Regions from separate parts of the Danio rerio genome. Here all the other regions are linked to region 3. A link is a contact called in public HiCAR-type data. All regions are on one chromosome and are shown on one strand. The core of a region is the stretch at or near the end of the contact, and the rest is flanking DNA. Distances in the headings are between cores, read along the strand shown.

Region 1 (3,080 bases), core at 120-2,619, 410 kb after region 3:
TGAACCATTTGAGGACTGTCCCAGACAGCCCAAACCAGTTTTCCAGCCTATCCAGATGTTTGCTGTGATCGTCAGTGTCAAATGCAGAACTGAGATCAAGCAATTCCAGCACTGTTAGTTTGCCTGAATACTTATTTAGGCGTATGTCACTGATTATCTCTATAAGAGCGCTCTCTGTACTGTGATGTGGTCTGAAACCAGATTGAAAATTGTCTAAACATCCTTTAGAGCTTAAGAACTTAACATTTTTTTTTTCAGTGACTTTGTCAATGAAAGGGATATTTGAAATTGGCCTGTAACTGCTCAATAGGGAGTTATCCAGGTTATTCTTTTTCAAGAGAGGTTTAACAACTGTAGTTTTAAGTGAGTTTGGAAAAGACGCTGAGAGAAGTGAAGCATTTACCACTTTTAGGAGATCAATTTCTAAGGGTTAAACACCGTTTTGAAGAATGATGTGGGGAGTGTGTCAAGACGGCAAGTTGATGTTTGATAACAAGCAGGAAATGTTCATAGGCCAATGACATGAGCACATTGAAATGGGTCTATAGCTTCATTCCTGGCCCAAATTTGTTTTCATTATAAGACATTTAAATGTGATGTTTTTTTAAAGTATATTAATGGCGACACATTGATGGAATACAGAGCACAGCTGGTAAATGGAGAGATTAATGTTGGCATTGTCATGGAAAATGTTTGTCATCCTCTCCAGGCTGAGGGCCATATGGCTGGACAAGTAGGGGGTGGGAAAGTCACCTGGCACAGATACGATGTTCCTTTGCCGCTGCCCAAAACGATAGGTTGCCAAACTTCTGTGCAATAATACGGACCAAATGTTTCATCGCATAACAAAACCATTTTATCATCAGTGGAATCAGGCTACAACCATTACTAATCAAAGTAAACGGTTAGACATGAAGCAAAAGCCACATACTCTTCTTACCTTAGTTCCATTGGGAAAATGCGGCATTGGTCCTTGACCTCCATGCAAAATCTTCTTTTTTACTCCAGGATGGTTTAGCAGATAAGTCTCTTCCATTTTCTGCTTGTTTTCCGAGGAGTGTTTTTTTATTTATTGAATCAGTCCTAATGTCCTGTAGCCTTGTGAGAGATGATCCTTGGGTGTGTTAATTAGCAAGCTAAGGGAGAGAGGAAAAAAATAATATAATAATAAAAATCACACCCTGTAGCCCGGTGCTGCCTGTCTGCTCTCTGACAGATGGCTGGATTACCAGGTTGAGGATAGCCACTTTAATCTGCCTTGGCTAATCCTTCAACCCCTCTGAATCTTCAGTATAATCCCCTGTAAGAAGTGAAGGGATGGGTGACCAGAGAGCGGAACTCAGAGTACGGAGACAGTCGAGATCATTCTGGAAGGCAATGGAGTTCAGTAATCCCGCAGAGAGTTTGTTAGTGTAATTCAGTGCGGACAGAGTGATCTAGAATTCTCCAGAACGATTTTCCAGTTTGTTAACCCCTGTAATAGGAGTAAGCTTACAGATTTGCAGACTTTCTGAACAGCAGAAACTCGCCAACAACACAACTTTTTTTCAAATGGGAATTTATTTGAACAAGTAACTAAAAACAAGGTCAAAAGAAAGAACGAATGCATGATTGATCCTTCCAATCCACAGTATGATGAGGCCAGATGGTCAGTCACATATTTAGACAACTCACATTCAGCTAATACAAGAAGTCAGACATGTGTGTATGTATTCAGCAGTCGCCTCTGGTCAGTGTGCTTGTATTGCTGAATCTTGGTAATGGTGAGCATCACTTCTCGATCAGCGAGTCCAGCTGCTCTTGAAGGGAAGCCAGCTGTTGGAACAGAATAGCATTGATGGATGGCTAGCAGTAGGGGTATAATTGAAGGCTAAGTGCAATATGTTCAACAACACCTCCAACATTGCTACTTTTATTTCCCCATTAGACCATTTGTCAGTTTAGGTGTAAACAAACAGTGACAGGAGAAAATGACATTGGCCGAGGGTTATGGTCAATAATAATAGATAGCAACCAACTGGTTAAAGCATGCATGCGTGTTTACTTCTTTTACTCAGCACTACTGCATATGGAAAGTTAGATCAAGCTCAATAGAAATGTGTTGTAGTCTCATACGTGCATTTGTGTTTGAAATGTACATACAGTGGTCCCTCATTAATCGTGGGAGTTACGTTCTAAAAATAGCCAGCAATAGCTGAAATCTGCGAAGTAGTCCGCTGTAATTTTTTACAATTATTATAGATGTTTAAAACCACTCACTACACCATTTTCTCAGAGATACACTTTTCTCTCGTTTAAACACTTGCGTAACTTCTACCTTCCTTTAGCACGTCCAGAGGTCCAACTTTTTGTGCAATGGTTAGCATTTTCCTCTGCCTTTTGGGTGCTACCGTGGGTGTCTTTGACTGTGCAGAATGTTTCGTCGACATTATGGGGTTTGTTGGAGAGAAAACTTGCAAACATCCAGTACAGCACTTCAGAGTCATGCTGCTAGCAATCAAAGATTTATGTCAATCGCCAGCTGAACGCATTCTGTACTGTACAGGAGAGACAGCATGGAGGAGATTGATTGACAATGATCTACAGCCAATCAGGACGCAGAACACAATGTGCTGAAAAAAAGCATGTCAAGTTGCATAAAAAAACCTGCGAGACCGCTAAAGATGAACTGCGTTATAGCGAGGGACCACTGTATTGCATTTTAACATACATTCAGTTTGAGTAGATTCTAATACATTTGGCATCAGTTTAAAGTAACACTTTTATTTTTGGATGGAAATTGGCTCATTTTAAAACTTTTCCAAATGGTAAACAGTTGATTTTTTAAAATATATTTAACTGATCTCCATGTCTGGCAGGAGAACTTTTAGCTTAGCTTAGCATAAATCATTGAATCGGATTAGACCATTAGCATCTTACAAAAACAGATTAAAAGTTTGACTCTTGTGTAGTTGCATTTTGTACTAAGACCAATGGAAAATGAGAAGTTGCTATTTTCTAGCAATGGTATTACACAGTGTGTGGTTACCTAATTGGGGATTTTTTTCAGGTATTGCGTAATATCTTTGTGCCTGCTGCAG
Region 2 (3,301 bases), core at 498-2,997, 430 kb after region 3:
ATGTTAACATTACAGCTGTTTATTCCACCTAAACACCAGTAAAGACGGAGATTTTATTGCAGTGATTACATGGCAGGGAATGTTATTTATAATCTCCTGGACTTTGTATAATTTTGGTGTTGTTTGTACATGATTTTTATATAAAACACTAACATATTTATACACATAGCTAGGCCTGTATAGCATCTTTATTAGTGCTGTCAAGCAAATTATCGCGTTCAATTAGTTTGTACACATAGATGTCTTGAACAAATGTTTATGTTACCTTTTCTTCTGTTTTTCAGCCAGTTTGGAGTTCTATAAAAGCGGTTCTGCATTTCTTATTTTGGCTGATTTTAAGAATCATAAACAACATAAAACAGAAACATTTGATGTTCTGATACCGATTCTTGTGTAGAAGAATCACTTTCTGCCCTCCATCTGAGTCTTGCGCGTGATCAATGACGTCATGTGAAAACAACCTATTCCATTCCTATGGTATATGTAAGATTTTTTTTGTTCGTTTTTTAGGACAACAGTATCTCCAACAGAAAAGATATCCAAAGATGCTGTTTTAAATTGTAAAGAGATCTGTGTTACTTCATGTTCTTAAAACTAATTAAGACAGCAGAATTTAATTACTTAGCCTGACATGTTTACTGTTCCAAAAATATTTTAAATGCTTAAAATAGATCATGTTCAAAGGTAAAAATGTTTTTATTACCAGACATTAAAAAATATATATATATATATTTTAAAGCAGTAATCACCATACGGTCAAACCGTGATATTTTTATCCAAGATTATACCATCAGAAACTATTACTGGCTCATGCCTACAAACAACACTATAAAGAACACAAGTATTCAAACACTTTTAATTAAAGTATGTACATTTGTCCAGTGACTTTTTTTCCTAATATAGGACACAAACTGACCTGAGGAAGCCGCAAAATAAACTGACTCTCCAGTTCATGAGGAGCATCTTCTTTGCTTTTAGTGCCGACCTTTCCCACTGTAAGAGAGACAACTTAAAATGTTACATACTGGTTGATATTTATTCATAAAATAAACTGATAAAGTCCAATAATTTGTATTAAATGTTAATAAATACACTTAGGAATATAACGTTAGCATACGTACTAAATGATTAGCATGACCATGTACCACGGTACTTGCATGTAGTTGTAATTACATGGTACTTATTACCGTTTTACGAGTTCAAACGATGGTAATACCACAGTAATACCCCAATGTCAATAGAAAAGGGAGTGCGTGCATATTTGTACCTTTTGTTTTTGAGGTCATCTTTGGCTCTTAGTTCTGCAAAGAAATAGAATATAATACAATACATGTATACAGCCGCATATAAATGGCTACAGGCGTTTAAATACATTATAAAAGTATTATTTAAGAAAAACGTGTTTATCTACGAGTGATAAAATACTAATAATGTAGCACAATTCAAAGCTGTTAATAAACATACTCACCAAAATCCTGTGAGAATCTTACAGGCTAATGCTACATATGCGAAGCTAACATTAGCCTTATTATATATAACACGAATATCGTTGACGTAATTGTTTAATAAATATTCGCTTCTTGAAACAATATAGAGCGCAGTAGTAATAATAGTAATGCTAACATTAATTCCAGTACTTACAGTAAATAATATGATTGTTATCAGAGAACAGCTAAATTGAGCACATAAACATAGCTGTGCCTCTATGAAGTGTCTCGCGGAAGCTCGGCGTATTTTAGCGCTGCACTGCCACCTGCTGTCCGTTTTGCATAGATATGTCCGTTTTGTAGAAGCAGCTAACTTTTATAAAACCACGCCAATACTCTAACAAATGCTAAAGTCTGCTTACACAACCCCCAGAAAATATGACGCTTATGTAATTGCTTTACTAAACGCTTGATAAATATGAAATCAACACAAGGGACCAGGATTTCTGCTGATGTATCAATAGTCAAAAAAACATGTAGTAAAGTATCGTCCCATATGGTCTAGCGGTTAGGATTCCTGGTTTTCACCCAGGCGGCCCGGGTTCGACTCCCGGTATGGGAAGTAAGGTTTTTAGATTAAAACGTTTTAACCGAGACAACCTTCTCAGAAAAGATTTTATATATATATATATATACATATATATATATATATACACACACACACACACACACACACACACACACACAGTTATATGATTACATGAAAATGTTTACAAAGACATTGGGTTGAGAATATCCAACGTAATGTACTGTAGAGGTAAAGCTTTTATGATTACAACAGTTTTGTCTCTTCTATAATATCCAGCTGTGTTCTATATGACCTTTTATTCATCACTCTGACCATGCTTTGAGAGAACTTTAAAATGGTCTATTTGTAATTTATATTAACCCTGTCATTCTTTTTGTTTCTCTTTTTGATTTGCTTTGTTCTGTTGTTTATTTTGTGTTGTAACTTGTTATAGGGTTTATACATTTTCTGTATCTGTACTCTTAACAATAACAAAAGAAAAAAATGTTTGCAATAATTTTTTAGTTTAGGTACAGATATTAGATTGTTAATACTGTGGATGGAAGAATGAAGATTGCATGCTTTGTAGCATGTTGCTGACATGATTAGCATGCTAAAGATAACCTATTTAACCTATTAAAGATATGCATAATATAGATAAATAGATGCGCTGCATAAATCATATGCTGGATAAGTTTGTGGTTCATTCCTCTGTGGTGTCCACTGATTAATAAAGGGACTAAGCCGAAAATAAAATGAATGAATAAATGTTGCAACTAGGTAGCCTAACTTTTTGATCTGTGCCCTTTGCTAAAACAGTGGAAGAAGAAATGTGCATGGGGATTAATGATTCATGTGTGAACAATACTTGAAATAAAATAAATAAATATTTATTTTTGAAAGATGACACATTCGATGTAAGCACATGATATTTAAGAGAGTAAATGACAGCAGTTCAGTGCTGGGCTTGGGTCAAACACACATGCCATCAACAAATAGGTTATCATCTAATATAATGTTATGAAGTATACGGTATATGTATGTAAATATGTCATTTGCCACACTTGTTAAGTTCTTGAAAAGTTTGTAAATGCATCTGGAAAGTGCTTGAAAAGTGCTTTAAAGAGTTTTATTATTAACAATATTTTTCTTTAATTCTGAGAAGATATGGTTTATAGTTATAGCTAAACAAAGTAAGTTTAACAGTAAATTACTATTATAGTTAGTAAATATTTTTTGTAAGAAACAGTAGGGTATGAAAAGTGTTTCTTTTGGAAATTTAGAAAATAAAATGGGGGAACACTAG
Region 3 (3,095 bases), core at 104-2,603:
TTTTTCAGCTAAGCTGTTGAGCAAAGAAGGACTATTGAAGACAACAGTTGGGTGGAGATGCTTTGGATGTCTTTGAGTTGAGACAACCGTGGGTTATATTCACGAGCGCGCGCGTTATAATGTTTCCGGGTTGTTTTCTGAAAGTTTGTCTTGTTTGCATGTCAAACTAAATAAACTATACTCTTTCTAAACACCTGTCTCGTGTTTTATTTGTCCTCTACAGCAATGCACTGTCATGTAAGTCTGTTGAATGCATTTGTATGCAACACAGTAGTCTAACAAATAAATGGTTGTTATAAATGTACCTTCATTAGTCAACATTTGGTGTAGGTAATAAAAAGTTAATCAATGATGTCCTAAGACATAAGGGTTATGTTATGGTTGTTTCATAACTATATTTAATATTATTCTGTATGATTAAAACCAGCAAATTATACTATATATTTAACATGTCATGTACTTACTGTTATTTTAAAATGTGCTTAATAAAATGTCCTAAGACAAGAATGGGTGTTTTTTTATGGCAACCTACAGTAGGATTAAGGTTGACTACAGCAGGTATAGGCTACATACATCATAGGGAGTTTTTTTAATGACCCAAATCAAGTAAAATGTCTTACTCAAGTACTTTTAGCATGCAAAAGTCAAATTTAAGTATATAAAATACAGTTTCCAACAACAAAATTTTGTCTTGTGAAAAAGACTAGTGTGGTGGTAAGAAAAAAAGTAACATCAAGTTATATATATTTATAAAAGAAGTTGAACAAGTTGTCATAATATGTAGTCATTAGATCATGTGACCGCTAGATGGCGCTCAATTAAAAGGAGCGTTCATTTCAAAGGAGCGCTATACCCTGTACTAAAATGGCGGCTCTATTGACGCATTCCTTCCAATAGACAACAACAGTGTAGTCGACATCTAATGTAAATATCTATGGTAAACGAGTAATGTTTTGGGGTGACAAAATGTGATGTTTTTGTTTGACTACGTTATTCAGTAAGATCATACTGCAACATTTAATAAAATAGGAATTCATGGATATAAATAGGATAACGCAATCAAATTTTAATTAACAATAATGAGACAGTTATTCGTATAGTGAACTAGTAACGAGTCAAACTAACAGGATAATAAACAAAAAGTCATGCAGACATTCAACGAGGCATAATTTAAAGCTTTTTGAAGTGAAGTCGGGTAAAATGGCATTTTTAAATAATGTGAAATTTATTTATCCATATTTACAACAGTCATGGTAATAAATATAAATGATCACTTTAATTGTAAAATTAAAAATGAACTACTACAAATTAATAACGTTAATATTTCAATAGACATTATATATTAACTAGCTAGACGCCGCATCCATGGTCCACTTCGGTCCGTTGCTCCGATACGTCAACGCAGCCGCCATCTTAATCCGGTCATCAGTGCCCTGCATAAATATTTATGAGTGCGCTATAAACAGAAGCAACTGAACGGAGATGCAGTGATAAAATGCAGTAACGCTTATATGTATTGACTGATTATAGTTTTATGTTAGAAAAATTCAAAATTCCCTCTTTTTTGACGCCTGAGCAAGAGCTGGAGGAAGCAGTACCGGAAGTGAACCAGTGCGCATGTCTAAACGGTCGCAGCAGATTTGGCGTTTGGTTTGAATGGGTTGTTGCAGCGAGTTAGCGACCGAAGCGAAAACGAGAGACGACAACAAATAATATTATGTAGCCACAAAATGGCTGGTTTATCTAACCTTACGGGGTTAGTCTCCGAGCCGTCCGGAGAAGCAGAGTCGTCCGTCTCCTCCGTGAGCAACAGAAGTTTGCGTTTGGCAGAAAAAGAGAAGAAAAAAGGCGAGGCGGATCCCTTTACTGCAGCGGCGAAGTATCTGTCTCAATGTAAGTGCTGCCAAAACACATCAGAAATACTTTACATGTCTTTTTAAAAGCATAACTATTCAATATTGTGTCAAATATCCCATTATTTGTTAACTATTAGTTGTTTTTAGTAAACTAGTTAGTGGCTTCGTGGTGTTAGGTCTTTTGTTTGTGTTGACGGGGTCGCTTCATCATGTGCTGTATCCACATGTAGCGTTAACGTTAAATCTTATAAGTTGTGTCTGCTTGTGTTTTTGCATGTTTTAGTTAAAGCTGGCACAACAGTCAGAGGCAATGATGAGCTGGAGAGGAGTATTTTGGTGGTGGAGACGGTGGCTGTCAGTAAGGGTCTTCCCCCTGAGGTCATCACAGTGCTGCTGGATTTGGCCTTGAGTCTCAATGCAGGTAACGTTAACTTAACTTTATATATTCAGGGGATGGTTGGCTTTACTAGATGTATTTGTTTCTGCTAGGATTCAGGTTATTAAAGATTTGTTTTGATCTGAAAATAGCAAAGTAGAATAGAAAGTAGCAAATTTGGGCATCATGTTCAGGCCAAAAACGACAAGATACCAAAGTAGATGTTGGGTGTTCTTGTTTGCATTCATTTTGTGTAGGTTTTGCCATTCAGGATATTCACAAGTGTCATTTAATTAGATGGAACAACATGTGTCCTTCTTCTCTATTGTAAACAAACCATATTAAATCATATGTTTGCATCAGTCTGACAGAAGGCTTGCACTCCAGACTGTGGTGAATGCACTCAGCACTAATAATTTCCCATAAGCTGTGTATTAATAGTAATTATGTTCAGTCTCTTGCACAGACGAATCGTTTAATTTAAGAAGACCTCGATGTATTTGCTGGAGCCACAAGTATTCATTTTGTTTAGCCTGTATATGCTTTATTGACTCTCAAAGTGCTATCATCCCCAACTTCCATGTTATGAATCATCACTGACCTCAATTTCAGCTAAAACTATAAAATTGGTTTAAAGACAAAATTCTTATTTCAAATATTTCCCAAGTGATGTTTACCTTTAGAGAATCAGAATAAGCTTAATTCAACAAGTGTGTGCATACTATGCAAACAGTAGGGCTACACAATGTATCGTTTCAGCATCAAAATCGCAATGTGCACATCCGCAATAGTCACATCACAAGATATGCAATGGTGAGTCCGAATTATACTCGACCGGGAGCTACAAAATTATATTTAATAAC

What was found. HiCAR-type assays count read pairs that join an accessible place to other places.
Region 1: a contact with region 3 is called in a HiCAR-type map of caudal fin, with 9 times the contacts expected there. The contact joins the promoter of LOC100534741 here to the promoter of cenpi in region 3. A contact is called at or near these places in 3 of 18 Hi-C or Micro-C datasets (caudal fin, skeletal muscle and an unstated tissue) and 2 of 4 datasets of contacts at active chromatin or transcription factors (caudal fin and embryo).
Region 2: a contact with region 3 is called in a HiCAR-type map of caudal fin, with 11 times the contacts expected there. The contact joins the promoter of taf7 here to the promoter of cenpi in region 3. A contact is called at or near these places in 4 of 18 Hi-C or Micro-C datasets (caudal fin, hematopoietic stem cells, skeletal muscle and 1 more) and 1 of 4 datasets of contacts at active chromatin or transcription factors (caudal fin).

The regions. Positions count from the first base shown.
Region 1 is chr14:45,471,156-45,474,235 of GRCz12tu, reverse strand. It overlaps LOC100534741, which reads right to left and starts at 1,369. Exons shown (of 8, transcript XM_009291223.5): 1 at 941-1,369. The coding sequence starts at 1,036. It overlaps taf7 (TAF7 RNA polymerase II, TATA box binding protein (TBP)-associated factor), which reads right to left. Exons shown (of 13, transcript NM_173260.1): 13 at 1,567-1,815. The coding sequence ends at 1,771.
Region 2 is chr14:45,449,511-45,452,811 of GRCz12tu, reverse strand. taf7 (TAF7 RNA polymerase II, TATA box binding protein (TBP)-associated factor) reads right to left here and starts at 1,747. Exons shown (of 13, transcript NM_173260.1): 1 at 1,642-1,747; 2 at 1,268-1,301; 3 at 917-993. The coding sequence starts at 1,286. It overlaps trnae-uuc (transfer RNA glutamic acid (anticodon UUC)), which reads left to right and starts at 1,978; the gene lies at 1,978-2,049.
Region 3 is chr14:45,878,128-45,881,222 of GRCz12tu, reverse strand. cenpi (centromere protein I) reads left to right here and starts at 1,353. Exons shown (of 20, transcript NM_001386250.1): 1 at 1,353-1,893; 2 at 2,140-2,277. The coding sequence starts at 1,731. It overlaps LOC141377588 (a long non-coding RNA gene), which reads left to right. Exons shown (of 2, transcript XR_012389962.1): 2 at 9-191.